2 separate regions of the Mus musculus genome follow, and region 2 is linked to region 1. A link is a contact called in public ChIA-PET data. All regions are on one chromosome and are shown on one strand. Each heading gives the region's core, a stretch centred on a gene start, on an enhancer-like site or on the middle of the called end of the contact. The rest is flanking DNA. Distances are from core to core; before and after follow the strand shown.

Evidence for each region. ChIA-PET counts read pairs in DNA pulled down with a chosen protein or histone mark.
Region 2: a contact with region 1 is called in an RNA polymerase II ChIA-PET map of effector CD8 T cells, with 13 read pairs. The contact joins the promoter of Crybg3 here to the enhancer-like site in region 1. A contact is called at or near these places in 11 of 39 promoter capture datasets (embryonic stem cells, frontonasal cranial neural crest, hematopoietic stem and progenitor cells and 6 more), 4 of 15 datasets of contacts at CTCF or cohesin (CD8 T cells, embryonic stem cells, large pre-B cells and 1 more), 8 of 484 Hi-C or Micro-C datasets (CD4 T cells, bone marrow-derived macrophages, cochlea and 3 more), 9 of 115 datasets of contacts at active chromatin or transcription factors (CD8 T cells, bone marrow-derived macrophages, effector CD8 T cells and 5 more) and 3 of 9 other capture datasets (adipose tissue, liver and pancreatic islet).

What each region holds. Positions count from the first base shown.
Region 1 is chr16:59,457,027-59,461,763 of GRCm38.p6, forward strand. It overlaps Gabrr3 (gamma-aminobutyric acid (GABA) receptor, rho 3), which reads left to right. Exons shown (of 9, transcript NM_001081190.1): 9 at 4,353-4,713. The coding sequence ends at 4,652. It also overlaps the pseudogene Orai2-ps. Among named protein-coding and RNA genes, the nearest start is that of 1700022E09Rik, 9.8 kb to the right of the region's middle. Within about 2 kb of position 2,660, at least 43 of the 459 cell types and tissues checked have an H3K27ac peak or open chromatin away from gene starts, as enhancers often do. A contact at or near this core is called in CD8 T cells, effector CD8 T cells and pro-B cells, where this site is marked.
Region 2 is chr16:59,599,151-59,603,887 of GRCm38.p6, forward strand. Crybg3 (beta-gamma crystallin domain containing 3) reads right to left here and starts at 1,897. Exons shown (of 22, transcript NM_174848.4): 1 at 1,595-1,897. The coding sequence starts at 1,743.

The DNA of each region.
Region 1 (4,737 bases), core at 1,410-3,909:
TTAATTCCAAAGTGTGAGTCCCCACCGATTCATTAACTGACTGCACAGAGTAGTCGTCATGTCTTCTTGATTCGGTAAAATAAGATAGTTTTAAATTGCTATGAACAAAATAGGCATTTTGAATAGATTTTACTCTGCAGCTTCCTATTTAAATTCTGAATAATTTCATCTAGAAAAGTCTCTCCAGTTTTGTTCATTTTCCAACTTCCCTAAAGATCAAGAAGGATTTTATTTTTCTCCAAAAGCAATTACTAACAGCTGCCTCCTAGACACTACTTGATGCTAGTGAGAGCCACTATCTCCCATTGTAAAACTCAGAAAAAAAAAATCAGTATAGATTCAATCAGTCATCCTTGCTGTAAAAATCATTAATAATTTACCTCTTCAGAAAAATAAGCCAGTTTCTTTGTAGTTAATCTGGCTTTGTTAGCATCATTAGAAGCAGTTTGTTTGTTTGTTTGTTTGTTTGTTTGTTTGTTTTCTTGTTTTTTGAGGGGGTTGATTGTTGTTGGCAACAATAGGAAGACTTGTTTAGTTTTGCTTTAAAAGAACAAATAGGCCCGGCCGCCGGGCCACCCGGCCGCGACACAGACGCTAGCCACGAGCCGGAGCCGTGAGCTGGAGCCAAGCGCGCTGAGGGCTGGACAGTCAGGCCTGGTCCCCACCATGAGTGCAGAGCTCAATGTGCCCATGGATCCCTCTGCCCCTGCCTGCCCTGAACCCGGCCACAAGGGCATGGATTACCGAGACTGGGTCCGGCGCAGCTACCTGGAACTCGTCACGTCTAACCACCATTCGGTGCAGGCACTGTCCTGGAGGAAGCTCTACCTGAGCAGGGCCAAGCTGAAAGCCTCCAGCCGGACCTCGGCCCTCCTGTCTGGCTTCGCCATGGTGGCCATGGTGGAGGTGCAGCTGGAGACCAAGTACCAGTACCCTCAGCCCCTGCTCATTGCCTTCAGCGCCTGCACCACGGTGCTGGTAGCCGTGCATCTGTTTGCTCTGCTCATCAGCACTTGCATCCTGCCCAACGTGGAAGCCGTGAGCAACATCCACTACCTCAACTCCATCAGCGAGTCGCCGCACGAGCGCATGCACCCGTACATCGAGCTGGCCTGGGGCTTCTCCACCGTTCTGGGCATCCTGCTTTTCCTGGCTGAGGTGGTCCTGCTCTGCTGGATCAAGTTCCTCCCAGTGGATGCCAAGGATCAGCCAGGCTCCCACAGCCACACGGGCTGGCAGGCCGCTCTGGTGTCCACCATCATCATGGTACCTGTGGGTCTCATCTTCGTGGTCTTCACCATCCACTTCTACCGTTCCCTGGTGCGGCACAAGACGGAGCGCCACAACCGTGAGATCGAAGAGCTGCACAAGCTCAAGGTGCAGCTGGATGGGCACGAGCGGAGCCTGCAGGTGGTGTGAGGGAGGCCGTTGCGATTTGCTACCAACCTGCACGGGAGGGCAACCCTCAGGCCACCACACAGCTGGTCAGAGTAGCCAAGGGGGCCGCCAGACAAACCCGGGCTGCATGAGATCCACCACACATCCCAAGAGCCACAGTGTGGGGATGGCTAAACAGACTGCCTGGATGCTGCTCCAATAATCCCATACTCCTGTCCCCGCATGAATAAGGGTCTAAAAGGAGTGAGAAAGCGTCCGTTTCATCATGGAGGCCGGAGGAAGAAACTCGACCACGTGGCCCTGGGGACTTCCTGGTCCAATCATATCAGAGAGCACTGTAGATCTCAGACGTCTGGACCTTGTGATTGGCAGGGCAGGGTGGTGAATTCCCAAAGCCAGCTGGGGGCTGGGGCTCAGGTGGGAGAGTGTTTGCCTAGTGTGCAGGAAGCACTGCCTAAACCAGGTCATCCCAGGGTCATCGAGGTGCTAGGGAGGTGGAGGAAGGCAGATCAGAGCTTCAAAGTTGTTCTTTGCTACATGGTCAGTTTGAGGCTACACGAAAAAGTCAGACACATGCACATGCATGCAGAAGAGCGCGCACGTGCACACACGTGCGTACACACGCACACACATGCACACAGACACACACAAAGAAGGGGCTGCTTGAGCGTGCAGAGGTGGGCCCGGGGCTGGCACAGGGTAACATGGCTTATGATGAAAGACAGGGATGTTCTACCAGATCTGTAGCTCAGCTTGGCTCTTTCCTCCCGATTGGAAAGGGTCACGGAGTGTTCAGGACCCTGGGGCACACAGCAGCTCAACAAGGGTAACAGATACTGTTATTGGAGTGAGAGTTTCCTGGTTCTAGAGAGACAGCCATAGGCCTGAGGGCAGCCATGCCACCCCCCACCCCCCCACCATGGACTGTGTCAACGCAGGCAGGGGCACCATCTCAGAGACCAGGCAGCTCAGATCCCTTCTGCCTGTGGCCCCCAGATGTTGAGAGGATAAACTGGGGAGACTTCCTGTTTTTGCAAAGTGGTTAGCCCTGTGGTTAGGCCTGTGGGTGGGGCAGGGACCTGGCCCAGCCTAATATAGGCAGCTATTCCCTGTAATGAGGCTATGGGCAGAGAAGGGGAGACTTCAACACCCCATTTCTGGGCCTACCAGACACTCCATGCAGGTCCCTGCCCTGTGTTTACACAGCTGTGTATGGGTTTGGCATTGTCACTACGGGCATCTGGCTACCCAGCTGGTATTGTCATGCATACTGTGCTATACCACACCAGCTTGCATGGGGGCCAGTACTTACCCATTCTGTCGCATTACCTAGAGGGCTGAGGTCTCTTACTCTGTATATAAATGGTCGCTGGGCTCCTGCGAGTACCACTTCCATCTCTTACAACAGCTTTTCTTTGGAGTCTGGATTTGGTGCCCGTGGGATCCTGGAGGGCCCCACCCCCATCCTAAAGTCTCTGGAAATGGGACATACTGCCAAGCATAAACTTCAACAGTCAGAGGGCCCTGGGGAGCCTGGTGGAGGTCTTCCTTGTAAAGTGTGACATCAGTGGACAGCCAGGACATAGTGTCCTGTGAACCCAGGAGAAACGTCCTCTGTCTTTCAAAGGCTGTATCCTTCAACACTCTCAGCCCCTGCACACATCTGTCTAAGACCTCTTGCGTTTCAGATCTCTGTTTTCCTGGGGTCTTTTTGGGAAGGCCAGCCTAGTTTGATTTGTTTGTCTTGCTAAAGAATGCTATAATCCTGGGTGGACAAGATGGCTCAGTGGGTAAAGGCGCTTGCCACCAAGCCTGGAGACCTGAGTTTAGTCCTAATCCTCTGACCCACAACCAAGTGAATATAACGAGAAAAACGATTTACTGTCAGCATCACTGTAAGTTGGTGTGCGAGCAGGGGAGGAGAAGATGACCTCTGGAAGGAGGCGCTCCCCACTCTTGGGCACGTTCTGAAATGGCATGCTGGGGGCTAAGGCTGGAGCCCAGTTGGTTGTGTGTTTGCCTAGCATACATAACTAGCAGCTCAGAATCCACACATGGCCAGGCACATCTGTAAGGTAAACCTTCAAGGGGTGGAGGCGGGAGGATCAGGGGTTCAAGGCCAGCTTGGGCTGGACAGACTCTATCAGGAAAAGGGGGGTGCTGCAGATGACCCCCATATTTAGGAATGCTTACTGCTCTTGCAGAGGACCAGAGTTCATCTCCCAGCACCTATGTAGGGCAGCTCACAACGGCCTGTGACTCAAGTTCTAGAGGATACAACACCCTCTTCTGGCCTCTACAGGCACCCACTCACATGTCCATATTTACACATACAAAATAAAAAGGGGATTCCCGCTAAACATTGAAAAAAAAAAAAAAAAGGAACAAATAAAACCCTTTCTTCCCCAAGTCAAGTGGAAGTAGAAAGTGACTCTTACTCTGGTTTGAGACCAAAAACTAAAACAAAAGACATAGGTCTGCGCATCATCATGTTCTCTCTACAGAGAAAAAATAAGTTGGAAAGCAAATCCAAGAAGCCTATGTTGATGATCTGATAATTCGTACTCACTCATGGCTCCTAAGGCCATGGTAAGCTCTTCAGGTTACTCAGAACAAAGAGGAGCGCAAGAATCTGGGACTACTGTTTATCAGTTCAGGACTAGATTAGAAATTATTGATATTATATTCGTTTAACATTTAATTGTATGATGCCTAAATAACTCATGGAATTAAATATAAACCACCTTATAAATCAGGCTCCCTAAGACAATGTTTTCTGCTTCTTATTTAAATTATTTTTAAGTCAGGTGCCAGAAGCAAAACCAGAATTCTTTATAACAAGAAAGACAAGCTAAACATTTATGGAAACTGTTTAATATCTGACTTACATTTTTCTATAGTTCCTCTTTATGAAATTGTCTTTGTGCCTTACTAAAGAAAACTCTTCTTGACAGATATCTGGAATGTACCATATTGATGCTGTTCAAGCCATGGCCTTCGATGGTTGCTACCATGACAGCGAGACTGATGTGGACCAGACTTCCTTCTCTCTACACTCAGAAGAGGACTCCATGAGTACAAAGTTCACAGGAAGCCCCTGTGCAGATTCATCTCAGATAAAAAGGAAATCCCTGGGAGGAAACGTTGGTAGAATCATCCTGGAAAACAACCACGTCATCGATACCTATTCTAGAATTGTATTCCCCACCGTTTATATAATATTTAATTTGTTTTACTGGGGTATATATGTGTGAAGAGGACTTCTCTGCTTGTTGACTTTTTCCTTTCTTTGCAGTACTCAGGGTGTTACACATGTTAAATAAGTATTTTACCAACCCC
Region 2 (4,737 bases), core at 647-3,146, 140 kb after region 1:
CGGGCACAAATCCCAAGTCTGTTTCCAATCTTGTCACCACCAACATTGTTCTATTACTGGGAGGATGGGACCTACTGAGTGGTTCCATTTGTTGCCTTGCGCTTTCAATAAGGGCTTTGTGTTTATTTCTATCTGTGAAAAAGAAAGATTTAAGCTCCTATAAAACAGCTAAACACACACACACACACACACACACACACACACACACGAGGGATTATCTGCAATCCCCTTAACATCTGGCCAGTTCTAAAACAGATGAGAACAAAATTAGTGCTCGCGTAAGCATAATTAAAACCGCATCGTGAAAAGCCATAGCCAGGGCCTATCAGTGGTGAGGAGAGACAGAAAGGGGTAGGTGAAAAGGATCTATCTAGCTGCTGGATTAGTCAGCCCGGTGCAGAAAGAGTTCAGAATGGAGGAGTGCCTGCCTTAAAAGGGCAAATAGGCCAGGGGAACAGGCAGGATTTCAGGACAATGCTGATAGGAGCTGGCCTGCTTACTCCATTCCACCACTCTCAAGTTTCCAAAGGGCGCTGAGTCTACTGCTTTCAGATCACAGGGGACTGTTAGGGACAACGTTAGAGCCACATTAGAGCCACGACAGGTGAGACCTCCCAGATTTCAGAACTACCATTAAGGACGGGGAAACTTCGAATGTTAAAAGCATCAACAACCAGGCCAAAAGTATCTGAAACTTCCTAGTAGAATAACCAGTCAATTATAATTGGTCATTTCTTGGAAAGACGTATTATGCTAACAGGTGATTACACTGGAAATGATTCACAATTAGGAAAAGCAAGGAGAACGAAGGGCTAACAACAAATCACAAACCCTAAATAGTAATGGAACTAGAAGCGTCAGTTGTTTCCGATCCATTTTTCTTTGAAGTCCATCAGCAAGTCTTTAGTCTGAGGTAAATATAGCTCTCTAGAGGGCAACCTTCCAAGGACATGGGTTACAGGTTCTTCTGGTGCAAGTGAAGTTGGCTTCACTTCTCAAAAAAAAAAAAAAAAAAAAAGGAGAAAGAAGCGAAACCACCTCTCCTTTAGGGTTGATAAGGAAATTTAAAAACGGGCATTTTAATGAGACGAATTTTTAAAATGTCAATCTTTAAAGCAGCAGGAGTAGAGGAAAAATGATTATGGAAAGAGTGCAAGAGTGCACATACTAATCATTAAACTGAGCCAGCTCTCAGCTCCGGCCCTGGTTCCCCAAATCGGAGCGCTTCCGTCAGATGTCCCCAGTGAGAGAGACAGAGAGAAAGGAGGAAGGGCGGCAACATTTAAACTGTAAACAAATCTGGCGAAGACTTCAGATTCTGGATGTCGTCTCAGAAAGCTCTGATTGCAACTCTTTTAGGAATCACTTCGAGAAAACCTTAAGATGGCAAAGCACGACGCGGAGGGGCGCGAGATTCCCTCGGCAGCTTCAGAGCCTCCCGGAGTGGAGGGGACAGAGCCGGGAGCCCCCGATGGCGGCGGGAAAAGCCACCGGCCGGGAGCAAGAACTTCCCCAGATCTAAGCCACCCAGGGCGGGACCGGAGGAAACCCGAGCGGCGGAGGAAGGCGCGCACGGCGCCCCCGCGGCTCCCACCTGGCTGCACTCCGGCTCACTCCCGCCGGCTGGCCGGTCCCCGGCTTCTCCTCCTCTTCCTCTTCCTTGTCCCGAGAAGGGTTCCGCGGAGCGAAGAACCGAGAGAAGCTGTGCCAGGGGGCGCTGCCCCTCCTGCGGCCGCCGGACATCTCCCCACCGGCTCGGCCGCGCCGTCCGCGGGCCCCGACGAGCCGCTGGCCGGAGCGAGGGTGGCCGCAGCCCTGGCTCGCTGAGCGCAGCGAGAGTCGGCCCGGGCCGCCGGCGCGGCTCCTCCAGCCCGGCCGGCACGAGCGCTCCCCGTGCGGCTCCTCCTCCCGCCCGCGCCCGGAGCTGCCCGCCCCCGGGAGGAGCCAGTGGCCGCGACCGCCCTGTCGGCCACAGCGTGCAGATCCGGGAGGAGCAGCCTGGGGATGCTAGGCTCCGGCTTCCCGCCCAAACCAGCCCAGCCCGCAGCCCACTTGGCTTGGCCAACAGTCAACTGTAAATGCTTTGCTTCCCTTTCCCGAGTTAGGGCTGTTTTAAAACAGGGTAATCAATTAAAGTCTGGGGAAACACCTGGCAAGAAGCAGCACCCGCGTGCCCTGCAGCCTGGAACCTGAGCACAGCCTTTCTAAAGACAGTTTCAGCCTGCAAGGGTAGGTCCCATCTGTCCTGCTGTCAGCACCTTGTTTCTGCTTCAGCTGGCTCAGATGAGGAGCCACCAACCCAGGTGTGTTTTAGCGCTCACCCTTCACCTGTGGGCCACTCCCAGAATCCTTTTTCAAAAAAACCGTCCCTGATCACAAAACCAAATCTGATTCAGGTATGACTCAAACTAGAAAAATGCTGAAACAAATATTTGGTTGTTGCGCAGATACTCCTGTATTCTGGAACGCCAAAGGCCCTTAACATTAGTTTAAAACGAATATCTGGTTATGATAAAAATGACTTTATACAGCGGAGCTGCTAACAGAGAAAGCACACAGAGCCATATTCGCCCCAGGTGTATTGTTATAGTTTGTCTGAAGTCAAACTCCAGAGGTATGAAGTTCAAGATAACAGTGGGACATTTAGTAACTAAAAATGTTATGTGGGCAAATCACATGAAAATAGGGTGATAGCTGTCTGTGGCTGGCTGGAGAAGTGAGGAGGTTGAACGTCTACCTGTCGGCCCCAAGGAATCATAGTGCCGGTTAAGGAGCCTTCCCGCGGACCCACAGCTACCCCTTTGAGGCATTTTAATCTGTCAACTGGATCTGAAACTAGGAGTATGAGAGTAAGAAAAAAATTAGGATCAGATACAGATGGACAAGCAAATTCTTCCATGCAGCTACAGGGCCTGGAGAATAATGTGCCTCCCCAACGCAATGTTAGCTGACTAGCAGTTGCCTCCCCCTGTTGCCCTGTGACAAAAAGTGGTCCTACACCTCAGTGTTGGCACAGAGGGTCCAGGCAAGGAGTCTGTCTGGGGATAAAAGTGTCTGGGCGTCAATAAGATTATGAGGCAAATTCTGATTTTCAATAATACTATTTCTCTCAATTAGCTGATAGGAAAATGTTATAGTAGTCCACGTATTAATGTTTCTTTACAACTGGTCTCCTAGGTATATGCAGAAGTATTAGGCTCACGGCATGGAAAGTTCTTGGTATTGAATGTTTGCTTTTCCAATACTTAGATTTTTAGATTTCCTGTACCCTAGAGTCTTGACATACAATAGCAGGTTCTTGAATCCTAGATTCTAGGATTTTGTTATGAAATCTGTGAAAGCACTTTCAAATTTCAGTTGGAAACATCTCAGAGATACTAATTTTATGCACTCAACTTCGCTTCATTTCAAATTCAGTTTTCATCCAGACATTTGGTAAGTGGCTGAGGCAGGAGCATTCTTTCCATAAAGCTGACGAAGTTCATGGGTTTTTTGTTTGTTTGTTGTTTTTGGGGTTTTTTTTCGAGACAGGGTTTCTCAGTATAGTCCTGGCTGTCCTGGACTCATGTAGACCAGGCTGGCCTTGAACTCAGAAATCCGCCTGCCTCTGCCTCCCAAGTGCTAGGATTAAAGGCGTGCACCACCACCGCCCTGCCGAAGTTCACGTTTGAAGACACTTCACTGGTACTGCCTTTTCCAGTGTGCGCAGTGACTGGATGGTCACGTGTTCTTAGACGACTGTCAACGTAATTTCTTCTTTAAAGCTAAGTGGATTGGGACCACAGGACTCTTCCTCTATCCTATGTCCGGAGTTCGTAGGTTCTAGAGTTCTTTGGCTCACACTGAGGTCTGGTGAATGGAGACTCCAATGGCTTTGATCTTCTTGGGAAAATATTTATGTTGTTTTAAGCTGCTCCTCTTCGGAGGATAGTTCAGTTATTGCTTAAATTCCACCTTGTTCATTGCGCAACTCATCCAGGTTTACACCCAAGATACAAGACCAGAGGTTCTGTTGAGACATGAATACACACATGGCTTCCAAGATTTCAAGTATGTAGATGGTGAAGGTGAAAGAGGCTATGAAGTGTGCAGCTGGAAAATGACATGTGTTACGTATTCCAGATACCAGCCGACAACACTGCAAGACACAGAACTGTTTCTAATTGACACCAATTCTGTCATAGTAGTAATATGTTCCATAACGCACTCTACATTTTTTTCTATTCAATGTAAACTGTGTCAAATTGAAATTTTCAGACTTATTAGACCTACACCAGAAATTTGAGCTCTCTATGTGTGTGTCAGGACGTAAAGATGCTCGTTTTCATGCCTTTTCTATAAATAATATATAACACCAAGTGAAACAGTGGAAAGACTGGGCTATTTAGTTCCATTGTCTTGTACGTACGATGACATTAAAAATATTTCCATATGAAAGGTTTTCAAAGGATACACTATGAATTTTTAATATGTAGACATATGCCAAGTAGGAAATAGGAAAAAATACATTGCTTTTATAGAATTTGCTAAGTTTGCAGTGGATCTTTTAGAGTTACTAATTCGCGTCCTATTATGTCCCAAATCATTTAATATAAATTTCGTTTTTAGTTTCAGTGTTTTTTTTTTGTTTTGTTTTTGTTGTGTTTTTTTTTTGTTTTGTTTTTTTTGTTTTTTTTTTTTGTTTGTTTTTTTTTTGTTTTTTTTTTTTTTTGCTTTAGAGAGAGCCTCACAAAAGGG